2 separate regions of the Mus musculus genome follow, and region 2 is linked to region 1. The links are chromatin contacts, called in public HiChIP or PLAC-seq maps. All regions are on one chromosome and are shown on one strand. The core of a region is the stretch at or near the end of the contact, and the rest is flanking DNA. Distances in the headings are between cores, read along the strand shown.

Region 1 (7,207 bases), core at 2,258-4,757:
TCTGTCCCTGGAGCACAGGCTGAATTCAAATAGCCTGTGACAAAATACTGATGCTTCTGAAGGAATCTAAAAATCTCGGAACTTCTTTAAAAATGGGAAAGACAACATTAGAGGCCGGAGATCTTGCTTCTGGTCCGGAGACTTGGATCCCAGATGGGTAAGGAGCATCAGAGCCTTGTGGTTGATTTTGAGATAGAGTTTCACTCTGTAGCCCAGGCTGGTCTCAAACTCTCAGCAAGTCTCCTGCCTCAGATGCTGCAGTTCTTGGATTGCAACCTGAAGCTACCATGTCCAACTCCAGGGAATGTCAATGTAAAACTTCATTTTTATTCCAGGCGCGCGCGCGCGCGTGTGTGTGTGTGTGTGTGTGTGTGTGTGTGTGTGTGTGTGTGCCTGACTCATAGGCACAAGCTATCCATTTCCGATCACTGGGCTTGTCCAGGAATCTATAAACAGAAGTCTCTGATGGCAGATAAGCCTATGCCCTTGTCCCAGCAGGCAGGCTGACACCCACACAGCAGGTATTTCAGGGTGTGGGTATCCCAGGCCATGGAGAACTTGGGTTAAAGACTGAAGCACTCAAAGATCACTACAGAGAAAATTAAATCCCATTCACCTGGCCTCAGTAGAGACAATGAAGGAAACCAGTCCCATTCACCTGGCCTCTGCCTTCCCAGATGCTCTGGCCTCTTGACTGAACCAATGGAGTGATCTGCCCCCTTTCCCTTGAAACGGAGTTGGCAAGGAGGACGGCCTGGGGGCTGCAGTCTGGGCTAAGGGTTTTTTTCTAAGGCTGTTCCTCTAGGGAAGGAAGGTGTGGCCCACACCCTCTGGCTTTCAAGAGCATTGGGCTTCCTCTGCTGGGTGACTCTGCCATGACTAATGGAGGTGGCAGGAGTGTATGGGGATGCTCAGAACCTCAGGTTTCAGAGTTACAGTCCCAGCATGACCCCTGAGTGTGACCTGTAGGGATCCAGAGCCACAGGCCTCCTGGCCTGCAACACTGTATAAGCATCTAGGAAAAGCTGTGTGCACAAGAAGGGCCACCACCCTCCTCTGGGCTCACCCACGTGTTTCTGGACCGTAACACCTTTGAGATCAAGAACTCAATGACTTTGGTTTAGGGGTCACTGGTGGCTGCTAGGTGTGAGCACATAACAGGTCTCTGGATGGGAAGTCCAGTGCCCAGGACCATTAGTTCAGACTCTGCTCACTCAAGTCCCCTCCCATGGGGCCACCTCTACAATAACACCTCTTTATTACCTTGGCAACCATGGTTCTCCAGTGCCTTTAACTGGAGTCCTCATGTTCTGGCCTCTGGGTCCCATGGATGTTCCTCCTCTTCCAACCCCCCATGTCCATTCACAGGCAGGCTTGCTATGGTTTCCCTCAGCTGTCTTTCAACTAACTGATGGGTGACTTAGAAGCAGTCACCTGTCCCTCTGGGCCTCAGTTTTCCAAATTGTATTAGCAGTCCCCCCTCACGTGTATGCACACACACACTCCCCAACACACACACCATGTCCTCATTGTTTTGAGTTAAGCAAGCTAAGAAGCAGTTAGCCAACTCTGGGCATCTGTCCTTTGGTCCTGTCATAGACACAGTGGAGCATTCCATCTGATCTCTTTAAGCTCCAGAAGGGGCAGAGCCCTCCCTCTCTCTGGGTGCCCAGGGGACATTAGGGGCCAGCAAGGCCCAGTAAGGCCCAACTCACAGCTCTATTCAAATGTCCCCTGAGCTCCTAAGGTTGTTTCCATCCTGTACTTGACAAGAAGGCTTCTGTCCATCAAGAGCTGTTCCTGGCCCAGGCTCCCCAGGACTCTGGTACCACCCAGTAGAACCCCACCCACTCCTCTACTGAGACCCCAGGACTGCCAAGACTGTCCACAGCCTGAGCCTGCACTGCCAAGCCATAGCTCCCATTAGGCTTCTGGGTGTATTCACCCAGGCCCTCAGGCTCTCAGCCCCAGGCTAGGACAGGCTGGGGCAATCCCTCAAGCTGGGCCTTCCACTCCAGCCCCAGGCTAGAGCCCCAGGCATTGGACAGCAATGCTCCCTCTAGCCTAGATAGGGACCTTGAGGGATCTGGGGGTAGGGGTGAGGGGGAAAGGAAGAGAAAAAAGGAAAGAAAGAAAGAAAAAGCTCTTTGGTCTTTGGTGCCTGCTGGGAGTGCCCCGCCCCCACCCGGGCTCTGGGAAAGTTTGTTCTTTAAACCAGACTCATCAGGAGTGAATCCCACTCCCTCCCCCTCCCAACACACACACACACACACACACACACACACACACACACACACACACACACACACACACACACGGTGCCACCAGGAATCCCTGTGACCTGCTGTCTGGCCCCAGGGACAATGCTATGGTAGAGGGGACACCTCTGTACTGGGTTCCCCAACCAGGTGACTGGCTCCACCCTGCACCCCTACCCGTGCCCAAGGCGCTGGGAGGGGATGAGGGACTAGATTGAGGTTGGCAATCTCTGGGTTGAGTCTGAGCATGTGCCAGCTGCACTGGGCTGGAGATCTAAGCACTGCAGGCAGGAGGACTCGAACCCCACCGGGTGGCGGCGCAGTGGTCTCGCTCACTCTGGTGGCCACCTGATCCTTACCCTTGACTCCTACTCCCACCCACCCTGCTGCTCCTGGCTAAGGGCCTGGAAAGGAGGGTCTCATCCAGGCTTGGGCTGTATGCGTAGGAGACTGGGAACCCCCGGACTGGGCACTGTGGGGACCCTGAGACACTCTAGAGATCCCAGGAACAAGCAAAGACTTCGAGGGACAATTTTGGGATCCCAGGAACACTGCAAACCCCGAGTTGGGCTCTGTGTACACTCTGGGGACCCCAGTCAGTGTGTTGTGACGATCTCAGGGGGGCACTTTGGGTATTTTAGGGACACTCTGTAAACCTCAGGTAAACCTCAGGTCCGGCGCTGTGGGTACTTCGAGGACACTAGAAAACTCAGAACACTCTGTAGACCCCTGGCAATAGGCTGCAGAGACCCCAGGAACACTCTGGGGACTCTGGGCATAGCACTGAGAGGGACCTCAGAGACACTGCAAACCCTGGGCTGGGCTCTGCAAGGACACCAGGGACACTCTGGGGACCCCTGGCGCTGCGTTCCGCGAGTGGGAGGACGCGCAGAGTATAGCCGGTCGCGTGCACTTGGTTCCGGCAGCAGCGCGCTCCCAGGCCACACGTGCGTGGCTGGGAACCCCAAAAACCTTGCGCACTGTGGAGAGGTCACCCGTGGCCGCACCCGAACTCACCGTGCCCTCGGACGGCAGGTAGCCCAGGTCCTCGATGGCGCAGATGTTCACGATGTGGACGCTGCGGTCCTCCGCCGGGAGCGTCGAGTACTTCTCGGGGACCCTCATGGTGGCCTCGCGCTCCCCATCCACAACCCCGGTGGCGTCTGCAACGGAGAAGCGGTGCTGGCCTGGCGCGGACGGGACGTGGCCGCTCCCTCCTCCCTCGCGACCTCCCGGGCGCTGCCGCCACCTGGCCCGTCCCGAGGGCGCCCGCGCGCCGTGAACTTGGCCGCGCGCCGGCTCCGCCTTAAAGATATAAGCGCAGGGGCGGCGGCCACAAGGGTCAGATTTTCCGTAGAAATTTAAACACAGGAAGAAAGGATTCCGAGTTTTATTTTTACCCGGGGTCAGAGCCCGTTTAGAGTTTTGTTTTTTAAATTTTGAGGGTGGAAAGGATTCTTACTCGAAGGGAAAGTGCCCCAGACCACACCTTAAATAAAAAGGCCTGGAGCTGGGAGGGTGTGGGGGACTTTTGGGATAGCATTGGAAATGTAAATGAAATAAATACCTAATAATAATAATAATAATTTTTTAAAAAGGCCCGGAGCTAACTTTGCTGTTTCCTAAGGAGGTGACAGATTAACCACAATGTCATCACCTGGGACCCCTCCTGTGTAGACCTCCTCCCCCACCATCATCTCCCAAGTACTGTAGCCCCCACCTGTGAGCTTTTAGACGATCTCCTCCACAGGGGTGAGTGTATGTCAGCTAACTGAACTCCTGCCCACCAGGAGAGAATGCTGACCGGTTGGTTGGTGGGGTTTTGTTTTCTCTTAAGGACTTAAGAGGCTGCAGAGCACCCTGATCTGACCCTCCAAGGCCAGCTGCATCTCCTGCAGTGACTAGAAGCCTGTGCTTTCTCTCACCCCAGGACCTAGCAAGGTCCCTGTACACAGTAGGGTGTTTTTAAGTCTCCCTTCTGGAGGAGGAGGAGGAAGAGGAGGAAGAGGAGCATCTGCTGTCCTGATTGAGCTTCTGCAGGGGTGGCCTCTCTTTCCTCTACCTTTCTGGTGGGCATCAGAGTGCTTGTCCCTCAGGACACCCTCCTGGGCTCTCCAGCCTCAACCTCTCACTGTCCTCAGACCCAGTCTGAACCTCAGCTTCAGAACTTGCACTCAGCACCTTGTCTGGTGGGCTACCAGCTTCCCACAGCAGACACTCCCACCAACTGGACTTGCAGCTGCATGACAACATTCAAGGCCCCCCAGAAGTCATCATGAAAAGTCACCAGGAGCAAAACAGCCTCTGGTGATTCCCAGGCCGGATCTAGAGAGGTGGAACGGGAGGGACAGACAGGAGGTACTGGGCTCCAGGCTCCCAATTCAAAGAGCCAAGCAGTGCCTTCTCAGGCTCACAGGCCTGTCTTGTGGTGATCACAGAGAACTTCCCTTGCTGTGTGTGCTTAGCCATGTGACTGCCATCTTGTCACTGTCTTGACTACCTCTTCTCTGCCAGTCATCTGCTCCCGTTTACTCTAAGTAACTTTGAACTTGGAGAGGTTTTGAAAAGGCTACTGGGTCCTAGAGCTACGCACTCCCATAAGTGCCAAGTGCCCTTAAAGTGGGATTTAAGAAATGCATTAAGTTGGCCAAATCCCAGCAGCAAACAGCTCTCCTCCTCCTCCACCCTCCACTGTGCCAGGGGACTGGGCTGGAAAGACACACAGTCACACACAGGATTATGTAACTTCATACTGTTGTTGATAAACAACTGGCATTGTGAAACCGGAGCACACCCTCCTCCTAAATTTATGATCAGGTGTCAAGGATCTCCCAGGAACCGGCGAAGTATTTTTTTTCTTCTAAAAGAAAAAAAAATATATATAATTGATCAGGGCCAGGGATGTGACCCAGTTGTAGAATACTTATCATGTGTGATGCACTGGGTGGAACTTTAGTGCTATGCTAAAAATGTGTACGTGCATATGTGTGAGTACTTGTGTGTGCAGGTGTATATGTTTCTGTGTGAGTACATGTGTAAGAGTGCATGCACGTGCATGTGAGTATGTGTGTGGGTAGAAGTGTGTACATGTGTGTATGTGCATGTATGACAAGAAGCTCTGGTGTTCTCATGTGTTTGGGAAGTGACATTTTTCCTCTAACCCTGAGGGGGTTTTAGGGCAGGTGTGGCCTCCTGGCCTTATTCCCAAAGATCCTGAAAGCTGCCAGATGGGGACCATCTCTAGACATGACAGCTGTCTGTCTTCTCGCCAGACAGCACCCAGCCATGGTGTAGGAAGCTGAGCTAAGGCTCTTCTTTCAGGTTTGGCCTGCTTTTGCGCTCTGCCTTGGCAAGGGCTTGACACTACTTGCTTAGAAGACTGCATTTTCTCCTTTTCCATTCTCTGCTTCTTCTGGTTACCTCCCTCTCCATGGCTTCTGAATGTGCAGTTCAGGGATGACCCAGCAAGGGCAGAGAGGACATGGAGTGGCCTCCACACAATGCAGTGTGGGGGCCAGATGGGCTGGGAAGAATCCTGAGACAGCTGATGCAGGCCGTCAACTTGATAGGTTCTAGAATCACCAGGAGACAGACCACTGGGCATGTCTGGGATGGAGCTTAGATTGGGTTACCCGAGGTGGAAAGACTTGCTTTGAATGTGGGGGACACCATTCCGTGGGCTGGAGTCCCAAAGTGAATGAAAGAAGCGAGCAAGGGGAGCACCCGTGTCCATCCTCCTGCTTCCTGACTGTGGACATAACATGATCATCCTCACATTCCTGCTTCCATGCCTTCCCACAATGGACTGTGCCCTCTAACTGTGAACCAGAGAAACCCTTCCTCACTTAAGTTGTGCTTTATCAGAACAATGAGACAAGTAGCTACTACAGGACACATGCTGTCCCCAGGTCCCCACAGCCCAGGCCCAGAGTTCTTGGGTCTTGAAATCTTGATGACCACCACTACCACCACCACCACCACCACCACCACCACCACCACCACCACCATCACCACGACCACCAACAACAGAGTTAAACCAACAAGGGGGACTATCTCCCTTTGGAGTAGCAAAGTAGAAACAGGTCTTGTCCATTGCAGACTGAAACAGATTTCATCACACTATACCCCAAGGGCCAGCCTCTGTCATTGAGACTAATCCCCTCATTAATTAGTAATTATGGCCTTTCTGGCTGGCTGCAGGGTACTCTTTATGATGGGACTCTTGCCTTCCTGAAGCACCATGGCTAGTGTTTGATGCCAGGAACCAACAGACACCTGTGTCTTTGCTGACATTTCTAGTCCTGGGTGTGTGAGGTGGGGGTGGGGGGTGAGCAGGAAGTGATAGGAGGGAGGAGAGAACCTGCCTTTTGCAAAGCTTGGAGGGAAGCCTTTCCCATGGCATTTTGTCTTGGCCTCCTTGGCTCTGCCCTCTGTCCTGCCCTGCACCACAGGTCTGAGCACATAGCCATCTGCAGCTCAGAGAGAGGAGCAATGAGCTTTTACAAAGTCAGACACAAAGAGGGCTTCTGCACCAGAGAGAGATGATGACTGGTCACAAAGACCCTGGGCTCAAACAAACACCTCACCATGTCTCAGTCTCTGCTTTTTTTTTTTTTTTTTTTTTTTTTTTTTTTTTTTGGTAGACTGGACTTTTGGATGTCTGTGTGTCTGTGAGGTGGTTATAATATAGCTATGTTTTCTCAATTGAAACATTCCTTCTCCAGGAGTTCCTTAAAGACTCAGAAAGTAAAGGAAACCCATGAGACTCAGGAAGATCCTAAAATTTACAGGACTCAGAAGGCCCTTCACAAGAGTTATACAAGCAGGACAGTGGCTGGGGAGAGGAGACTCCCCCACTGGCTTAGATATTAGAATGCAAGTCATGTAGGAGCTGCAGGGATGCTGCCACCTGAGATGTCATTCATGTTGTAGTGAGATTTTCAATAATG
Region 2 (6,833 bases), core at 3,411-5,910, 540 kb after region 1:
CACGCACATGAAAATAGAGGTGGGGCAGCCATGGTAGCAGTGGGCACCTTATAATGTCAGCAACAGGGAAACTGAGGCAGGAGAATCAGAAGCTCAATGCCAGCCTGTATTACCTAGGAAATTGGCAGCCTGGGCTACATGAGACCCTGACTTGGGAAAGAGAGAGAGAGAGAGAGGGAGAGAGAGAGAGAGAGAAAGAGAGAAAGAGAGAAAGAGAGAGGGAGAGAGAGAGAGAGAGAGAAAGAGAGAAAGAGAGAAAGAGAGAGAGAGGGAGAGAGAGAGAGAGAGAAAGAGAGAAAGAAAGAAAGAAAGAAAGGAAGGAAGGAAGGAAGGAAGGAAGGAAGAAAGAAAGAAAGAAAGAAAGAAAGAAAGAAAGAAAGAAAGAAAGAAAGAAAGAAAGAAAGAAAGAAAGAAAGAAAGAAAGAAAGAAAGGAAGAAAGAAAGAGAAAAAAGTGCCCCTGAAATCAACAGGACATGCTTTTCAAAGCAGATTGCTCCTCTATGCTTGAGACCCCCAGACAGGCAAAAATAAATCTTTCTTCCTGCACCACAAAGGCAGATTAACACCGCCGCTGCTGCTGTCGGGGATGAGTGGGGAGGTGGAGAGCTGGAGGGCTAGGTCAGCGAGGGGCTTGTGTCCTAAGGAGGGGCAGCCCTCTGAAAAGGCCGCTGCAGGCAGAGCCTGGTGAGGCCTCCTCGCAGCCAGTGAAAGCCGGTGTGTAACTCTGCCTGGTGATCAAACAGCCTGCAGGCCGCAGTCAGCCCAGAATGAAATTCCAAATAAATTAGCCATGTCCCAGAAGCCATCACAACACCGGATTAGGGCGTGCAAAAGAGCGTAATTTATTCAGCTTCCCTTGTCAGAGTTCCTAACAGCCTCCCTTGGTATTTTTCCTCTCAACCTACAGTCCCACCCTACAGTCCCCGGAGTGGAGTGGGGTGGGGCTGGATAGTGATCTCCCCTCCTAGAACTCACTCCATACCAGAACTGTTAATGGTCCATTTGCATCTAACATATAGACCAAGTCATGTTTTTAGGGACATTTCTGCAAAGTGGCCACCATCCCTAAGGAGAGGCAAGCTTTCTGAAAATCTAAGGACCTATGTAGCTCTCCCAAGCCTTAGGATCTGGGAGGCAGGGACTAGAAGGAGTGCCAACTACTCTTCAAGGTTAAGAGAGAGCACCCCCGCACCCCCCAGGATGTTGCTGGAGGTAGCAGGTTTGGGGTGGCCACCTGTCTGTACCCTGACAGGCACTGAGGAAGTGAGGAAGGACCTATGGCTCCAGGCAAGTGCTAGTGGTCCAGGCCTGGGACTCATTAACACACTCAGCCCTAAAACAATACCCGTTTTTATCAATGAACCCAGTCCAGCTTTCCTCGGCAGACAGGAAAGCTTTCAGAGTTGATAGGCAGAGTGGCTTGTGCCTCCAGAAGAGGCGCCTTTGAAGGCTCAGGATCTCCTTGGGCCCCCTCTCTCCCTTCTCCCTCCCCTTCCTCCCCTTGCCTCCTTTGAAGGCTCCAGCCTCTTCCCACCCTTCCAGCTCCTGCTCCCCGCCCCTCACTCCTTCCTCCCCTCTTATCCATTCCTCCTTCTCAGCTGTCATGGTCTATCTGCTTTGTCCAAAGGCCTCAGTGAGGGTAAGGGCCCTTTCTCTGTCCCCAGAGAGGTGAAGGAGGCAGAAAGGGATGATTGCAAAAGACAAAACCAAGAAGCCAAATAGAAGAGACTGGCACCACTGAAATGGACCATCAGGTGCTGAAAGACCCCATATATAAGGGTTTCTAGGAGTACCTAAATAGGGTGGGGGTGGAGGGGAGAGGGAGACGGGCAGACACAGAGACAGAAAGATAGAGAAAGAGACAGAGGCAGAGGCAGAGAGCACTGTCCCCACCTCAGCAGCTTCCTTGTCTCAGCTACCCTAAGGGACTTCAGGCATCCACACTGTCCGTGGTAGGTGACAACACTCACTTACTGAAAACAGAGGTCACTCTGACGACTGACCATGGAAGCTGAGATAGAATCACACCAGGAAGCTGCTCTTGCCTCTCCCTGTGGTGACACTGCCTCTGGGACATGGGTCTCTCTGTCTCAGTTCTCCTCACTGGTGCCATCTGAGCCCCAAAACCACTCAGCCTGTCTCTGCCTAAGGCTAAGACCAACAGCACACCCTGCTATTCTAAATGTTTGACTCCAAACTCCTGGGTCAGGCCAGAAAAGCCAGCAGCCTCCAGACAGTCCCCTGCTCAGGTGCCAGGCCTGGCTCATCAGCTGAGGGCTGGGGCCTCAGTGGGTCTGCAGGGGCTGAGAAAGAGTCAGGAGAAGATACAAGCTGTCCCACCCCAGCCTATGTTCACACACACTTGCACATACCCATCTTCATTTACGTACATGTATACACACATGCAACCATATTCACACACATGCAGAACATGAAGACCTCACATGTGCATATGACCTAGCTAGCCTGACTGTCACACACTCCATTAGGAGTCAATAAAGAAGGCTCAAAATGGACACTGTTCTCAAAATAAGCATGTTAGCCTCATGTGCTTGCCTGAACACATAGCCTCCAAGACAGGGCACCTCAATGCCATATATTGAGGCTAGGAGATGGCTCAGTGGATAAAATGTTTGCTGTGCCAAACAAGGACCTGAAGTTCATCCCCAGTACCCATGTGAAAGTCAGGCACAGTGGCATATAACCACAACCCCAGGGATGGCTGGATACAGACAGAAAGATCCGTAGCATTCACTGAATCAGAGAACTCCAGGCCAGTGAAAGACCCTGTCTCAAAAAATGAGGTGGAGCCAGGAGTCATAGTGTGCACCTTCAATCCCAGCACTTGTGAGGCAGAGGCAGATGAATCTCTGTGAGTTCAAGGCCTGCCTGGTCTCTATAGTTAGCTGTAGCTACACAAAGTGGGACCCTGTCTCAAACAAAAGAAAATATTTAAAAAATAATAACCAAGTGAAGAGTGATTGAGGAAGATGCTCAAGTCAACCTTTGTCTACCACCTGCATACATACAGCACATATACATAGGCATATACACATATGCACACACAGCACATAGGCACAGGCATGCACACATAACACAGCCCACAGACACACTGCATGTACAGTCTATACAGACACATGCACACAAAGCATACACATGTGAATACAGGCTGTGCACACACATATACACACATGTGTACACACAAAGCCCATATTCTCAGTTCTCAGAACGCAGTCAGAAGCAGGAAATGGTCCCTGTGGTGGAGGTCCCTGGAGCCTCTGAGGTCTGTACCTCCTGTACCCCCCAGGGCTAGCTGGGGGAGCTGGAGGTCAGTGCTGGGTGGGCAAGATCCCCATCACCAGGTGTCTCTTTGGAAGATGTGCTGTCTGGGTACTAGAGAAGCAGAGATGCAGGGGTCTGAGCAAGCAGGTAGTGGGACAATGGGGAAAAGCTCTATCCCTCTGAGCCCTCACCTGTGGTAGCCACCCTGCTTTCTAGCCAGCCTCTCCCAGAACAGGCTTCTGATAGCTGGCACTTCTAGAGTTATCCAAAAGCCAAAGGTTTCCAGCTCTGATCCCCTCCTCTCCCTCTAGAACAGAAGCCTGTATGCAGGCTAGTCATAGGGACAGTCCTTGGTCACCACTAAGACCCAGCCACACCAGGTCCTGTCTCTAATGGGCCATTCTCTTCTTAACTAGCCACTTGGTGAGGTGATTTTTGTATTGGGTTTTGTTTGAAACAAGGTCTAATATAGCCCCGGCCAGCTTCAAACTATGTAGCTGAAGATGGCCTTGAATTCCTGACCCTTCTAACTCTACTTCCTGAATATTGGGATTGCAGGCGGGAACCACCATTCCAGTTTATGCTGTTCTAGAGTCTGAACCCTAGGTCTTTGTGAATGCTATGCAGGCACTCCACAAACTGAGTTCTGTCTTGAGCCCATAGTGGGCCTGATTTCAGTTGAGCAGGTCTCCAAGTCTCTGGGTCCAGCTCCAGGGTATCTCACTACTTAGTCCCTTGCTCTAGATCCAACCAATCAACAGCAGTGCAGAGAGCGCGAAACATCAAATCTGAATGCCGGTAGACTCGTGCCTGGTGCTGCCAGGTGGGGAACTCCAAATTCATGTATTTGCACTCTAGATATTTATTGAACAGCCACAGTGTACCGTCCACCACACACAAGAATTCTTAAGCATCCTAAGTGCTCCTGGAGGTATGACACATGCACCCAGCACTTTGAGCAGCCTTATTAGATTAGATATTGTCGATGGTCACTCTCTGAGGCTCCCTTTTATCCTCTTCTGGGAACATGAGAAAGGAGACAGGAAAGGTGATGAACCTTTGATGGGAAGGTGTCAAGCAGGCAGGAGGGCCAGGGAGCCTCAGCCGTACACTGAAACAAAGCCCTTCTCTCTGAAGCTCCTTGTATCAGGCATTTTGTCTGAAAAAAATGTGACCAATACCAGAATGAATGAGACAGAAACCACAGCCACAGCCACACAGACGGGGCATGAATGTCTATGATGCCATGCTCACAGCTACTCATCTGGACACAACGAGAAGATAAGAAATCAAGTTCCGGTCTATTCCTATTCTGACAGCCTGGCACCAGCCATGGGGCTCATGTGATATTGAGCAATAGGCAAGCCACAGGCACCCAGGCTGCAGGCATAGCCAGCCAACAATTGGTGGACAGTGACAAGAGCCAAGCACAAGGATACTGCCGCAGATAGTGATAGAATGTTATAGAACAGGTAAAGCCACAGGGACAGAACACAGGCCATGCTGTGGGGGCAGAGTTTGGAAGCAAAGAGGCAGAGTGAAGGGGCTCTGGCAACAAGCTGCCCTGGGTTAATAGCAGCTGAGCCACTGAAATCTGTATAAAATAGCATCAAACGGAGAAAACAAATCCTAAATGTCACCTTTCCTTTATGATAACTATTGCTTGGAATTTCTATACCCCAAAGCCACACCCTTGCACTGACTTGAGGATAGGGGTCAGAAAGAGCCCTGTCCAGTCTTTGAACTTGGGCTAAGTGGTGAGCTGTAGCCTCAAGGTCATGTCCCTGGCCAGTCTTGCCCTTGCTGCTATGGAAGAGGAAGTTGAGGCCCAGAAAATCCTGTCACCCAGTGTCACCTAGCAAGTCTGAGGTGTCAAGATGTCCAGCCTGGACTATTTCTGTATCTCCTCCCAAGCTCCTAAGGTTGTCTCCAGGGACACTTCCCCTTTCGCCTGTGTTTAGGACAAAAAGAAAAATTGGGGACTTTGCTCACAGAGAGGGACGGAAAGGCCAGAGCTCTTACTGACCTGTCCTCAGAATGTTCCCAGACTCCTCTAGGCTATGGTCACCAAGAAAACCTAAACCTGCCCACAAAGTCAAACGCCTCTCCTAGGGATCCCTCCAGGCCCACTGGTGAGGAACAGGCTGGGGCTCCACAGTTCTCTGTGGGGAACTCGAAGCAGGGAAAGCCAGAGAGAGAGGCCTGGGGTCTGCAGGGGCCCCAAAGAGGGGTGCTGCTCCCCCACTGGAGAAGCCCAAGTACTTGCAAGAAGGACTGCAGATGACACTTAGGGGGTCATGGAGTACCTCCACTCCTGCTGAAGAGCCCTCATACTCCACACTGATTCTGCCTGACAGATCTGCCATACAGAAAAACAAGAGCTCAGAGCTTTCTGGAAATGTGGACTGTCCTAGGGACCACAGGCCCCATCTAGAGGCAGAAATGTGGGGCTCCAGCAGGGAGGAAAGCAGCTCCCTTCCCCAGCAACTCCACCCACCCACTACCCCACCCACCCACTAACCTCCCTGCTGTTGGGCCTTAGTTTCCTCCTCCTGAATGGAGGGTCACCATCATGTCTGTACCCACCCTTTGCTGGTGGCTGTGTGTGGACGACACACAGGAAGCTCTAGGAGAAATGCCTGGGTGCCTTCCTCAGCAGGGTTGCATGTGTTCCTGGAAACATGTGGCAGCCCCCACCTGTGTGGCCCTAGGATGGCAAGACAAGTGATCTATGCAGAGACCCTGTGACCCATAGAAATGTCCCTGCTTGGGAACCTTTCCAGCCACACACATCTACACGGGACAGCCCCGAGCCCTGATGGTTGCTGGCTCCCCACAGTGGCCTGTCAGAAGCAACAAAGACAGACAGACCTGCAGGGAAAGACCTCTGGGTGTCAGAGTAGGAACAGCCCCCCTGGCAGTCTGCTTAGGACGACTGAAGTGCTGAGCAGACCCTGAGGACAAAAACCAAAAGAGGTGGACCTTCAAATGAAGGAGTCCTGGAGGGTGACAGCCACTCAGACCCACCACACTGGTGCAGGGAGGGCTCAGCTCTTTTGAGACATCAATAGAAAACTACAGAAGACACGAACAGCCAGGGGGGTTGTTTTTTGTTTTCTTTTACAATGTCCCTGCCCCCTCTCTGGGGCTGGTGCTATGATGCTACAGTCAGCAAGGGCTGATGGAGATAGCTATATGGAGACAGAGATAATGGGTGACAGGCAGAGACAAGGAACTCTAAGTCCCTGACCATTCCCTCCCCAAAGCCCTGCTCGGAGCTACATTCTAAGGGACACAGGAACAAGGGGCATTTCTCCCCCAGATCCTCATGGCAGTCTCTAAAGCAGAAACCAGAGTTGACATATCTAACAGATATGGAAGAGGCTGACAAAGGTGTGACTCCTCTAGATCACTTGGCCAGGAGACAGTAGAGCAGGAGCAAAAACCGAGAATATTTGTTTTGGTTTTTTGTTTGCTTACACTGGGTCTTGCTCTGAAGCCCAGGCTAGCCCAAGCTCACTCTGTAGCCCATGACAACCCTCCTACATCA

Evidence for each region. HiChIP or PLAC-seq counts read pairs in DNA pulled down with a chosen protein or histone mark.
Region 2: an HNF4G HiChIP or PLAC-seq map of pancreatic cancer cells shows a contact between it and region 1. The contact joins two enhancer-like sites.

The regions. Positions count from the first base shown.
Region 1 is chr7:144,675,359-144,682,565 of GRCm38.p6, forward strand. Ano1 (anoctamin 1, calcium activated chloride channel) reads right to left here. Exons shown (of 26, transcript NM_178642.6): 2 at 3,276-3,421. The coding sequence starts at 3,383. Among named protein-coding and RNA genes, the nearest start is that of Ano1, 60 kb to the right of the region's middle. Within about 2 kb of position 3,508, at least 39 of the 459 cell types and tissues checked have an H3K27ac peak or open chromatin away from gene starts, as enhancers often do. A contact at or near this core is called in pancreatic cancer cells, where this site is marked.
Region 2 is chr7:145,211,086-145,217,918 of GRCm38.p6, forward strand. It overlaps a transcript of Tpcn2 not described here. Among named protein-coding and RNA genes, the nearest start is that of Smim38, 6.4 kb to the left of the region's middle. Within about 2 kb of position 4,661, at least 37 of the 459 cell types and tissues checked have an H3K27ac peak or open chromatin away from gene starts, as enhancers often do. A contact at or near this core is called in pancreatic cancer cells, where this site is marked.